2 separate regions of the Mus musculus genome follow, and region 1 is linked to region 2. Evidence: chromatin contacts called from public ChIA-PET data. All regions are on one chromosome and are shown on one strand. The core of a region is the stretch at or near the end of the contact, and the rest is flanking DNA. Distances in the headings are between cores, read along the strand shown.

Evidence for each region. ChIA-PET counts read pairs in DNA pulled down with a chosen protein or histone mark.
Region 1: a contact with region 2 is called in an RNA polymerase II ChIA-PET map of memory CD8 T cells, with 11 read pairs. The contact joins two enhancer-like sites. A contact is called at or near these places in 2 of 115 datasets of contacts at active chromatin or transcription factors (memory CD8 T cells and pancreatic cancer cells).

What each region holds. Positions count from the first base shown.
Region 1 is chr16:11,445,687-11,451,778 of GRCm38.p6, forward strand. Snx29 (sorting nexin 29) reads left to right here. Exons shown (of 21, transcript NM_028964.4): 13 at 1,694-1,822. Among named protein-coding and RNA genes, the nearest start is that of Snx29, 130 kb to the left of the region's middle. Within about 2 kb of position 3,250, at least 59 of the 459 cell types and tissues checked have an H3K27ac peak or open chromatin away from gene starts, as enhancers often do. A contact at or near this core is called in memory CD8 T cells, where this site is marked.
Region 2 is chr16:10,839,869-10,846,056 of GRCm38.p6, forward strand. It overlaps Rmi2 (RecQ mediated genome instability 2), which reads left to right. Exons shown (of 2, transcript NM_001162932.1): 2 at 1-3,367. The coding sequence ends at 109. Among named protein-coding and RNA genes, the nearest start is that of Rmi2, 7.9 kb to the left of the region's middle. Within about 2 kb of position 4,628, at least 160 of the 459 cell types and tissues checked have an H3K27ac peak or open chromatin away from gene starts, as enhancers often do. A contact at or near this core is called in memory CD8 T cells, where this site is marked.

The sequences.
Region 1 (6,092 bases), core at 2,000-4,499, 600 kb after region 2:
ATTCCCAGTTATATGCAGCCATTACCATGGTCAGTCTTAGAGTAGCTTTATCATCTCAAGAACATATGCCACACCACTTCTGTCCATCTCCCTGCCTATAAAACATCCTTGAAGTGACCTTTAACTAAGGATTTATATTCTGTGTTCCAGTTCCACTCAAATTAGGGCTACTAGGGGCGACATGACATTTGGATTTTTTAAATTTGGCCAAAACCCACTCCAAGAGGCAGAGTGTTTTCTTAATTTTCTCTTCGTTCCCTATTGAAATCCATACTAGAAACTACCAGGTGCCACCACGTGAATGTCTGAAGTTGATCATTCTCCCCTCCAGAGTCTGTGCTGAGGCTGGGGTGGCTAGTGGCAGGCTTGCCCGAGATTATTCACAAAAATCTGTGGGCGCCAGTAGGCTGCCTGACTCAGGGAGGTGTGCAGAGGGGTCACCTGTGTGTTCAAGCTACCTCCTGTCCTTTCCTGGTGACAGCAGCATCTCCGGCTCTCACTGAGACCTTATTTCAGGTCTAGTTGACAAGCTGCTTGCTGTTCTTCATGGAGACAGATGAAGGCAAAGAAGCATAATTTCTAAAGCAGAAGAGGCTCTTATTAAGAGAGGTGTAGACAGTGCCATTTCCACCTCACACAAACTCCCACCCAAGACTTCTCTCCACTGCCAGGCTCATTTTCTGCGAGGCTCGTTCTTCCAGCTGGAGCAATTCTCTCGGAAGAAGCCGTGGAGTCACCTTCCCTTGGGAAGAATGACAGCTACTGTATGCTGATTTCTTCTTCCCAGATAGAATCCCCCATGGTATTTCTGTCAGGGGGTGGCATGCTTCAGGAGGAGACTCCTCTCCAAGCTCTTGGAGAGCTCGGTGGCAGCGGGGCACTGTGGGGCTTGGTGTATCTGATACATCCTGATATTCACAGCAGACACCCTCTGCATGTGGCCTGTAAACACATCACAGTTGGGTTTCTAGAAATAGCCATTTAGGTGCAGTGAAGCAGAGCCATACCTGATTTACCTTAGGGTGGTAACTTGTGATCCTTCCTATTACTGCTACCCCTGGTCACTTTCTGGGGTAGAAATGTATATGCAAATAGGCATGCTATAAAAGCTAAAAAGTATTCGGATCTAAGGTAATGCTGTGCTAAAATGTACCCCATAGGATGCCATGCATGCCAGCTTACCCTGTGCTGTGTTAGTATGTACTCCATAACCACTCCATGCACACTGGTTTTCATGGTGGTGGCAGTGGACCGTGGGTCCTGGTGCACTCTATGGGCAGCAGTGGAAGCAGGAAGAGACCGCTGTCATCGAGTCCAAGCAGGTGTTCTGTGCTTCTCTTCTGCAGAGTATTCAGTTGGCCTGTTAGGAAACCCTCCATCTGTAAGATCTCTTACCCACTGAGGTGTGTCAGAGTTGCTACACCTTTGACTGGAGTGTCCTTAAGAGCACCTCCTTGGCATTTGCTACCTCCTTGTTTCCCTTGATCTCAACTATCCCAGGAACAGGGACTCAGCGTCTTACCACAGGTACCTGCCCAGGGCTCAGGCTCTTGGCTTTTGTTTGCTGTCTGCTAATATCAGCTTAGCTAAGGTATAAGTGCATTGAGTTGGTGCAGAGCCTGTGGGCAGTGATGAGCCTTGATCTGGGTGGGATGGATGCACAGCCTCTGAACGGTGGGGCCCTCTTTTGCAGGTCACTGCGGAATCTCCTTGACGGTGAGATGGAGCACTCAGCAGCGCTCCGGCAAGAGGTGGATGCCCTGAGGCGGAAGGTGACAGAACAGCAGGAGCGCCATGCCACAAAGGTCCAGGCACTGGCCAGGTAGACGGGGCCAGGCGGGGAGGCAAGAATGTGAGCCAATCCCACACACACCTTCTTTCCCATTTGTCTCTGAAGAAAGGCCTTGCTGTGCATGGTGCCCAGGCAGGCCTCACACTTGGCATCCTCCTGCCTTGGTCTCCAAGTGCAGGGATTGCAAGCATGTGCCAGCACAGCTCATTCATACTTCTAGAAAACCAGAAAGGGAGTACCAAAGGAAGCTACAGTTGTGCATTTTCACCTGACGCACTTGTTTGAATGAGGGACACACATGCATGTGTGAGTCAGGAGGTTAACTGCTGGGTGTTTTCCCTTTCCTGCCCCTCAGTTTGCTCCCTGCTGTCTTAACCATAGCCAATCCCGGGATTCCGTGTGCACGAGGCAGATTTATGTACATATGAGTATTCTTCCCCTCTTCTTCACACTACATTCCAGGCAGGTTCTGGAGGGGTGTGCCCAGGGTTGCCATCTTCTTTCTAGTAGCTCCTGGTGTGTTCTGGCCTGACTGTATTAGGATTGGGTTAACCAGTCTGCTCGTAGTGGACAGTAAGGACATTTTGTCTTCTGTGATACTTCCCGGTGCATAACCTGAGTGTCTGCCACTGTGTTCCCACTTGAGTGTGTTTGCTGGAAGCGGTTCTGGACTTGCTGGTCAGAGTGCAGGCATGTGCAGGCTGTGTCCTTCACAGGTACTGAGCTGAATGGGCCCCACAGCATTGCGGTAAATGGTGCTGCTCCCAGCTCTTCTTGTGGGAGCAAGGTTTCGGGTCTTATAATATTACAGGAGAAAAATTAGGCTGGTGGGTCATTTTTCAAGAGCATTTCTATAATTATAAATGTTACTAAGCTTATTTTAAGAGGCACTAATTATTTTTTCTGTGATGTCATTTATATCTTATTAGATAAAACATGATGAATTAAAATTCCCACCTCCTATGAGAGCACCATTCTTTTTCCTGAGTGCATTCTCCTGTGGGCATGCATATCCCCTGCATGTGCGGCTGACTCCCCATCGTTCCTCATCTTGTCTCCCCTGCCACCTCTTACTGTAAGGCAGTTTGAGGTTAGCCGTTTGTGTAGACCTGTGTGTGGTATTTCATTGAACTAATGTAGCATATTAAATTGACCACACTAATTGGTCAGTTTAGCACTTGGACTGTTCCCAGTTTTCCCCATTTTCGGTGACGTGAGCAGCGTCTACTGTGACAAAACATCTATCTGACAGATGCCACTTAGGGAAGAACTAACATCACCACAGCAGACAGGAAGTGGTAATGTGGCTGCTGACATCACCACAGCAGACAGGAAGTGGTAATGTGGCTGCTGACATCACCACAGCAGACAGGAAGTGGTAATGTGGCTGCTGACATCACCGCAGCAGACAGAAAGCAGAGGGCTCACATTGGTACCAGAAATGTACCAAGACCCACTTCTTTTTCCTAGACTGTACTCTAAAGGTTCTATAACCTCCCCACACCTCCCACACCTGGGGACCCAGTACTAAACACGTGATCCTGTGGGGGACATTTCATGCTAAAACACTAACATTGGTGGTTCTTTGGGGTATGTCCAGAGGCTGTGTTCGGTGATGTGGCGTGAGTACTTTTCATGTTCCTGTAATTCAGCACAGTCCTGTGACCTCCTTTCTACATTCCATTCTTTGAGCTTCTTCTCTTTGCATCCTAACAACCTGTGGGCCATGACCCCTTTGGTGGGGCATTCTAACTACCCTTTTCACAGAGGTCAACTAAGACCATCAGAAAATACAGCCTTTTACATTATGATTCATAGTAGTGGTAAAATTACAGTTATGAAGTAGCAACAAAAATAATTTAATGTTGTGTGTGTATGGGGGTCACCACCTCCTGAGAAACTGTATCAAAGGGTCACAGCATTAGGAAGGCTGAGAAGCCCTGCTCTAGGACATCAGAGCCAGGTCAGAGGTAGTCAGAAGTAGAGTAATTAGTTCCTATTGTGCATTTCTTCACTGGTCTTCCATCTCACGTGACCTCACTGGAGCTCTGTGGTGTATCCTGGCTCGATGACTCAAGTCTTCAGAGACACTGGCTTTGAACATCGTAACAGGATAGGGCTATGGTCCCTTCATTGTGTTGGCTTGTGTTAGGAGTCAGCTTAGCCCTGGCTCCATTCCTGGAAATTGTGTTTCTGGGTGACTTGCTCAGCTTCTTCCTCACCTGTGTGGGAGAGGATGGTCCTATCCACTGACGTGGACAGAGGAGGAAGGCTGCTGGAGTCTTGAGACGATTGACAAGCTGCTGTGCGTGTTTTATATTGAGTGCTCTTTTTAGCTGTGGTAATCCCAGAGAACAATTTATGCTACACATGGGATAGAGACCGAGGTTTATAATGTGAAGTCTTCCCAGTTATGCAAGAACTGTTTCAGGCACTTGGAAGTTGGCAGTTTGCAGGTGGAAGGACATCTGTAGAACAGACAAATTCTTCAAAAAGAGAAAGTGGGAGAAACCCCCCTGAGCAGCTGGCCACACTGGCGGGCGAGTGGGTCTGCTCAGTCACTTGTTGCTTGGTAGCTAGAAGGGCTGTGTGCTACAGTCACCATGGGGGAGTGACTATCATAGGCTGAGGCTCATGTATGTGCTGGCCCCCTCTTCTAACCCCTGACCCCACTCTCCAGCTCAGGTGGCAAGATCTATAACACAGGTGGCTTAGTGGTTTAGGGTACAGTTTCTGGCATTGGACTTAGGGGCCAGCGTGTTAGTTAGGTGACCTTAGGTGAGCTCCTAACCTCTTTAAATGTCTTTATTTGTAAAATGGGAGAAAGAAAACTTGAATGAATTATCACATGGATAAAAAGAGACCATGAGAGACCATTTTTGCTTCAGAAAATATGCTTTGTATGAAGATAATACATGCTAACTACCATCACTTTTTATTAATTAGTTAACTGAAACCTTGTCTAATCAAAGGTGCATTCTAATAGCAACAGATGAAGGATGAAAAGCTAGGCTAGTCAGGCTCAGAAGAGCACAGTCTGTTCTAAGCACCCGATGAGAGTTCATGCGTGTGCGCACGTGTTTCACCAGCCTTGCGTGCTTGGTGGTGAAACAAACACACGCTGCAGATTTAGCATTTGCTTATTCCTTTTGCTCAAAGTTAATGACTTTCAGCTTCTGCTATGGCTCAACAAAGACCAAGGGCGTGTAACTTGTGCAGAGCTTTCCTGGGCCCGGCTGCCACTCACTCCTGATGGGCAGCACTATAATCAGGTGCAGTGAGGCTGTGTAAGTCACATCTCTAAATAATTCATTGACTTACTTCCAGCTGGGAGACAGATGTTAGAGAAGAGAAGACTACATTTACATGAGAAGTCCCTTTGAAGGAAGTCTCTGGTCTTGCGGAACAGGACAGAAATAACTGCCTCATAGTTCTAGAAGCTGGGAAGGCTAGGGTTGAGGGGCTGTACCTTCAGGGGCCTCCTGGCATGTCAGAATGCAATGGAAGCCATCACATCATGGAGAGTGGGAGGAAAGAGGCCGAGGAGCTGCTCTTGTAACAGACATGTTTAGTACTAAGCCGTGGTGGATGAGGGCGGAGCCCTTGTAACCTGATCAGTTCTTTAAAAAATTACTTAAATTTTTACGTGTCTCAATATTTTGCTTTTGTGTGTGTCTGTGCACCAAGTGTATTTCTAGTGCCAGTGGAGGTCAGAAGGCATTGGAGCCCTCGAACTTGAGTTCCTTTCCTCCCCATGGGTACTGGGACCTAAATTTGGGTCTTTTGGAAAAGCCGTAAGTAGCTGCTGTGCCATCTCGCCAGCCCCTGCCCAGTTCCTAAGGGCCACCTCTCAGCATTGCTACTGCATCAGGGATTGAGTCTCCCAATTAGAGAACAGGGTCAAAGTCATTGGGTCACTCTAAGGACAATTTTCTATCTCTGCTCATCATGCTAGCTGTCTCTTGTGTGATAAATCATCTCTTAATTTGGTCTCCAGAAACAGCAAGTGTTTAGAATTTTCCACGATTTCTGGGAGTGAGGTGTCTGCGAATGGATGGGGAGGGGTCTTTCAGGAGGTAGAAGTTGAGTTGCTGGCTAGAGTTGGTGTACTCAGGCTTGTCTCAGACTAGGGGCTGGTGTCTTCTGTCTGTCTGTCTGTCTGTCAATAAGAGGCCTAGGGTCCTTAATCTGAAGGTTTCTGTAGGCTGTTCAATGTGGCTCCCATAGAGAAAGAACATGCTCCAGGTGGAGGTCTCGAGGTTTCTGTCACCTTGGAGAGCACGCTGAGTTCTATAGATAC
Region 2 (6,188 bases), core at 3,378-5,877:
TCCTGAGCCCTGCCTGCAGGCCGTGAAGATGACGGATCTTTCTGACAATCCTGTCCACGAAAGCATGTGGGAACTGGAGGTGGAAGATTTACACAGGAATATTCCTTAGCGCTGGGACCCTCTAAGAACAGTTTACCCCCATATGGGTCTCAGGAACATCACAAAAGTTTCTTGAAGAGATTCGCTTTGGTTGAGCCAGCCGTCTGGACCCTGGGAACTGGATCCTCGGTTGTCTAAGCCACTCCTCCCTGCCTTCCTGCTGCTGCTGCAAAGCATATGCCCCCCCCCCCCCCCGTCACTTACGTGTGTGTGTGTGTGTGTGTGTGTGTGTGTGTGTGTGTGTGTGTGCGCGTGCGCGCGCGCGAAAGTGTGCCTTTCTCTTGCTGAAGCTCGTGGAAAGCTCATGTTGTCATTTCCTGGTTCTTCGAATGATAACACTTTCTCCTTGACCATACCTCTGAATTTCAGTTTGTTGCCAATGGATTAAAATTACAGATGTGAGGACAGAATGGCATAGTGGCCTGCCTCCCATCACCAGCTATTGCCAACTTGTAGGGACAGGTACCAGCCCCTTGCTGACAGCTTGCTCTCATATGCATTGTGCTCATACTGAAGCTGAGGCCAGCTGTTGAGAATGGTGGGAATTCTCACAATTCTCTGTTGAACTTAAAAATCCAAGATGGAGACAGACTTTTCAAGCACTTCTGCTTCAAAACTGTTGTGGAGAGACATCCAAGGTGGAACAGCCTGTAGGCTTAGAGTCCTGGCCTCCTTTCTGTATGAAACGCCTTTCTGTTGGGGTTGTATCAGTGTTGGGTTTGGCTTTCTGCTGACAACCCAGGCTAGATTCCTATTTGGATGGCAAAGACCCAGCAGGCCATCTTATGTTACAGTCTTGCTGTAGGACTCTTCCTAGTAACACTTTTTTTGTTTTGTTTTTTGTTGTTTTTCGAGACAGGGTTTCTCTGTATAGCCCTGGCTGTCCTGGAATTCACTTTTTAGACCAGGCTGGCCTCGAACTCAGAAATCCGCCTGCCTCTGCCTCCCCAGTGCTGGGATTAAAGGCGTGCGCCACCACACCCGGCCCTAGTAACATTTTTTGTGTGGTGTAGTTTTTAAAAGTAAGCCCTACTATCTGTTTGTCTTAAAGACAGGGTCTTATATAGCTCAGGTAGTCTCCAGCTCATGACTCTCTTCCCTCCCCTCCAGCCCGTTGAGATTACGGGTGTGCACTACTGTGTCTGCAGTGCTGGGGATGGAACCCAGGGCTTCCTGCAAGCTAAGCAAACACTGTATTACTGAGCCACATTTCCAGCCTAAAATGTTGATTTATTAAAACAGTTTTAGGTTTTTGGAAAGAATGAACAGAAAGTGTTTCCATAAGCACACTGAAGCTGAGGCTGTGTATGTGTTAAGCAAACACATGAGCTAGAGCCCCAGCTCTTGTGTCTTCAAGGCTAGCCAGATGTGGCAGGCCTCCTGCTGCAGCCTCCAGAGTGTGGCCCACACCCCACACTCGGCCCCCACACCCAGCCTCACCTGGATTGCCATGAGCATCAGGTGGTACTTGTCACCAGAAAAGCTAAGGAGTCACCTGGCAGGAGATGGACATCGAGGGACAAGAGAGGATGAGGACTCAGGTGATCTAGACCTGCCTCCTTCCTGCCCTCCACCCCCTAGAAAAAGCATCGAGGCCTTGAGCCCAGTTTGTAGCTCAGGCCAACCTCAGATTTCCCATCTTCCTGCCTCTGGTTAACTGGGATTGCAGGCCTGCTCCTCCAGCCTGCTTACATGGACGCCTTAAAAAAAAGATTTTATCTTTAGTTATGTGTTCGTGGGGTGCTTTGGAGCCCAAGAGAGAGTGTTGATAAATAAACTTTACCAGCCCCATGCCAGGTAGCTCACAGCTTCAGTAACTCCCTGTAGTTCCTAGGCATCTGACGCCGCCTTCTGGCCCCTGGAAAACCCTCACAACCTAGCATATAGACTTCAAATAAATACTTAAAAAAAAATAAGTCCTAAAAAATAAAGAGAGCCAGGTGGTGGTAGCGCACGCCTTTAATCCCAGGGAGGCAGAAGCAGGCGGATTTCTGAGTTCGAGGCCAGCCTGGTCTACAAAGTGAGTTCCAGGACAGCCAGGGCTACACAGAGAAACCCTGTCTCGAAAAACAAATAAATAAATAAATAAATAAATAGGGTTTAAGAATAGTAGTAATGAGGGCTGGTGAGATGGCTCAGTGGGTAAGAGTACCCGACTGCTCTTCCAAAGGTCCGGAGTTCAAATCCCAGCAACCACATGGTGGCTCACAAACCATCTGTAACAAGATCTGACGCCCTCTTCTGGTGTGTCTGAAGACAGCTACAGTGTACTTACATATAATAAATAAATCTTAAAAAAAAAAAAAAAAAAACAGTAGTAATGAATGGCACTGGGGTTGGACCACGGGGTCCCCAGGGTCTCACACACGCCAGAGTAGCACTCGACCAGCTAGCCTCCTCTGACCTTTAAACTGATGGATGTCTGTTGTGCTGGGAGGATGGTGCCCTACAATCCCACGTAAAGACTACCAGCTGATTCATCTTTCTGCATGACTGCCTTCCTGCCAGCCAGCCAGCCAGCCAGCCAGCCAGCCAGCAGTAGTCAGTCTCTCTGGCCTTCCCTTCTTCCTTCCCTCCCCTCCTCACCCTGCCTTCCCCACCCTACCTTTTTAGGCAGTGTCTCTAGTTCAGACTGGCCTTGAACTTGGGCTTTCCTGGAACTCATTATGTAGAGCAGATGAGTTTCTGCCTCCTGAGTGCTGTGTTAAAGGTGCTAACATTTTCTTTTAAAGGAAGGCCAAGTTGAAAAGTGATCTGTGTTTGACTGCTGAACCATTCATTTTTTAGGTCTATTTTTATTTGTGTGTGTGTGAGTCTAAAAGAGGACCTTGGAATCTTGAGCTGGGGTTACAGCAGGTCTGAGCATCCCTGTGTGGGTTCTGGGAACCAAACTCAGGTCCTCTGGAAGAGCAGCAAGTGCTCTTAATTGCTGAGCCATCTCTCCAGCTCCAATGTACGTTGTTTGAGCCTCAGAAAATTTGCCAAAATAGTGCAGCTGTTTATATTTTTATTTGCCTATTTATTTGCATGGTCTCTGTAGCCAAGTTTGTCCTGGAACTCCTGATCCTCCTGCCTCAGCTTCCTGAGTATTGAGATCACAGGTGTGCGCCATTAAGCTTGGTTTATGCAGTATTGGGGCTCAAACCCAGGATGTCTTAAATTATAGACATACCAGGTTCCTATCATGAATATCTTACATTAGTATGGCATGGATGTTAAAATTAATTAACAAATTAACTAATGAACAAATACTGAAAAGTTAGTAACCAAATTTATAGTTTGTTCTGGTTTCTTTATTCATTTTTCCCCAGGATTCCACATTCTACTTGGCCGTCGTGTCTCCTTAAGGTCTCCCTTGTCTGGGACAGTTGATCAGTTGCTTTTGATTGCACTGGAATTTAATAAACAGACACACAGGTACACACAGTATACACACACATGCATATGCACACACACACACAATTTTTCAGTCCTGGAGATAGAGCCCAGGGCCTCTTGCATGCTGGGCAGACTCTACAGCTGAGCTAGCTATACCTTAGGTCTCAAATTAATTAATTTTGAGGCATCATCTCATGTTCCAGGCTAGCCTCAATCTCACTGTGCAGTTATGCATGATCATGAAGCCCAGCTCCTCCTGCCTGCACTTCCCTGGTGCTGCGATTGCAGGTGTGCACCCCCACACCTAGTTCTTGTGGGTCTGGGGATCAAACTCAAAGCCTGGCTCCTGCATGTTAGGCAGTCTGTTACTTGAGCCCCAGTCTGAAACTTAATTTTGATGCAGGCCCCAGGATCTCTGCTACAGGATTCTTAGTAAAATGGTGTCCCCAAACTGTTTTACCCCAGAGTAGCTGTTGAGCTGTGTGTGGCACAAGCCTACTTTTCCACTGGAGAACCGAAGCTGCTGACAGCTTCCCAGCCATGTCCTCACGTAACTCCTGGTGAAACACCCATAGAAAAGTGCAGGCTGGCTGGAGGTCAAGGCGGTGGGGGGAGGGGCGGCGCAAACGGCAGTGGGCAGTGGGCAGTGGCTGTCGCCTGCCTCTCCAGCACAGAACTGAGCCTGTGGTTTCGCTGCACATTCAGAACTCTCACTATTGGGGGCTGCTGTTTCCTCCCTGACAGCGCCAAATGAAAATGCATCCGGAGGCTTCAGTTCTCAGCTGCCAAATCAAAGTCAGTTTATCAGTGAGCACCCGCCAGACCGCGGCTCTGGCGGCAGCCTGTGTGCCCTCCCCACTCAGCTTCCTCTTTGAAATGCTCTTTTCTAAGAACTGAGAATAAGCAACCTAGGCCGTGACTTCACTTTTCTCGGAACTGCTTTACATTATATATATTTTAAAAATTCGAAACCATCACTTAGCTGGTTTTGGATCGCCTGAGTTCCCTAATTCTTTCTGTTGCATGTTCTTGTAAAGCTGAAGTTTTACCGCAAAATTCTGCAGGAGGGGAAAGAAGGGCTGTGTGAAATAGGGGAGTGTCTGACTGCCGTGTTTTTGTTGGCTTGTGTGTGATTTAATGATTAAAGAGAAAAAGAAACCAGAGGATATGCTGTGCGGAGTCGGGGATCAGCTCTGAGTTCTGTCTGTCTGGCCAGCCAGGGTTGATGCTGGGTACCTTCTCCAGTTTGCTGATCAGCTAGCTGACTCTTGAAAGGATAAGCGGGAGCCTGGGTATGGGGGTGCACACCTGTAATCCTGACATTCTGGAGGTGAAGGCCACTCAGGGCCATAATGTGGGTTCCAGGTCCTTTGTTGACAAGCCCCTATGTAAAGAGGAAGAGGGTGGTCAAGGGCCGTGTATGGTGTGGAGTGCTTGTTTGGCATCAACAAAACCCTGAGTTTGATCCTCGAATCTCAGCACTAAGGAATTGGAGAATCAGAAGTTCAAAGTCGCCACGGGCTACATAGCAAGCCTGGGCCAACCTGGGCTACAGGAGACACTGTCTTGTTTTTGTTTTTGTTTTTGTTTTGTTCTTTTGTTTTTCAAGACAGGGTTTCTCTGTATAGCCCTGGTGGCTGTCCTGGAACTCACTTTATAGACCAGGCTGGCCTTGAACTCAGAAATCAGCCTGCCTCTGCCTCCCGAGTGCTGGGATTAAAGGCATGCACCACAGGAGACACTGTCTTAAGACAAAACAAAACAAAACAAAACAAACAAAAACAGGTTTGAGGACAGCCAAGGCTACACATAGAAACCCTGTCTCGAAAAACTGAAAAGTAAAAAACAGGATGGGGGAGAAGGAGTGGATATGCCTTTAGTCACAGTTAGCCACAATGACCTACATCAAGCAAATAGCTTTGAGCCTGTGTCTGAAGACACCGTTCAGGGGCTCCCACCTTGTCACACTGTGGGCTAGTTCTGGTTCCACCATCCCCTGCCTGACCTGGGGTTTGAAGGTCAGCCTTCAAGGTGGAGACTTCGAGGTGGTTCTTCCTTCAAAGGATGCTGCTGGTAGGCTCTTGGGAAATGGAGTTTGCCACCCCTCCTTCTGAGTGGGGAGGTCTCAAGGTTGTTTTAGAATCCTTGCTTGGCATCTCTGTCCTCCGGGGACTCACATCACACACACACACACACACACACACACACACACACACACACACACACACACACACACACACAGAGTAAGCTGTAGGAGTTTCAGGTTGAAGACAGAAGCCACAGAGTAAAGGCACAGTGCTCAGGAGCCTTGGCATTTGAGGGCTTTAAAGCTTCTATTTAGTTAGCTAGTTGTGTGTGTGTGTGTGTGTGTGTGTGTGTGTGTGTGTGTGTAGGTGGACATTTGCTGTGGCATGGGTGTATAAATCAGAGGATAAATTGTGGGTGTTGATTTTTGATTTCTACCGGGTGGGATGCAAGGTTCAAACTCAGGTCTTTGGGCTCGGTGCTAAGTGCCTTTATCCTCAGAGCCATCTTGTTGGCCTGGGTTTGAGTTTTTATTGTTATTGTGATTTTAGTTTGTTTGTATTTTGTTACTTTTTAAGATTTATGTGTGTGTGTGTGCCCCGTGCATAAGCATGAGGTACTGTGTGAAGGTAGAGGACTGCTTTCGGTAAACCATTCTCCCCACTGTGGGTCCAGAGAACTGAGTG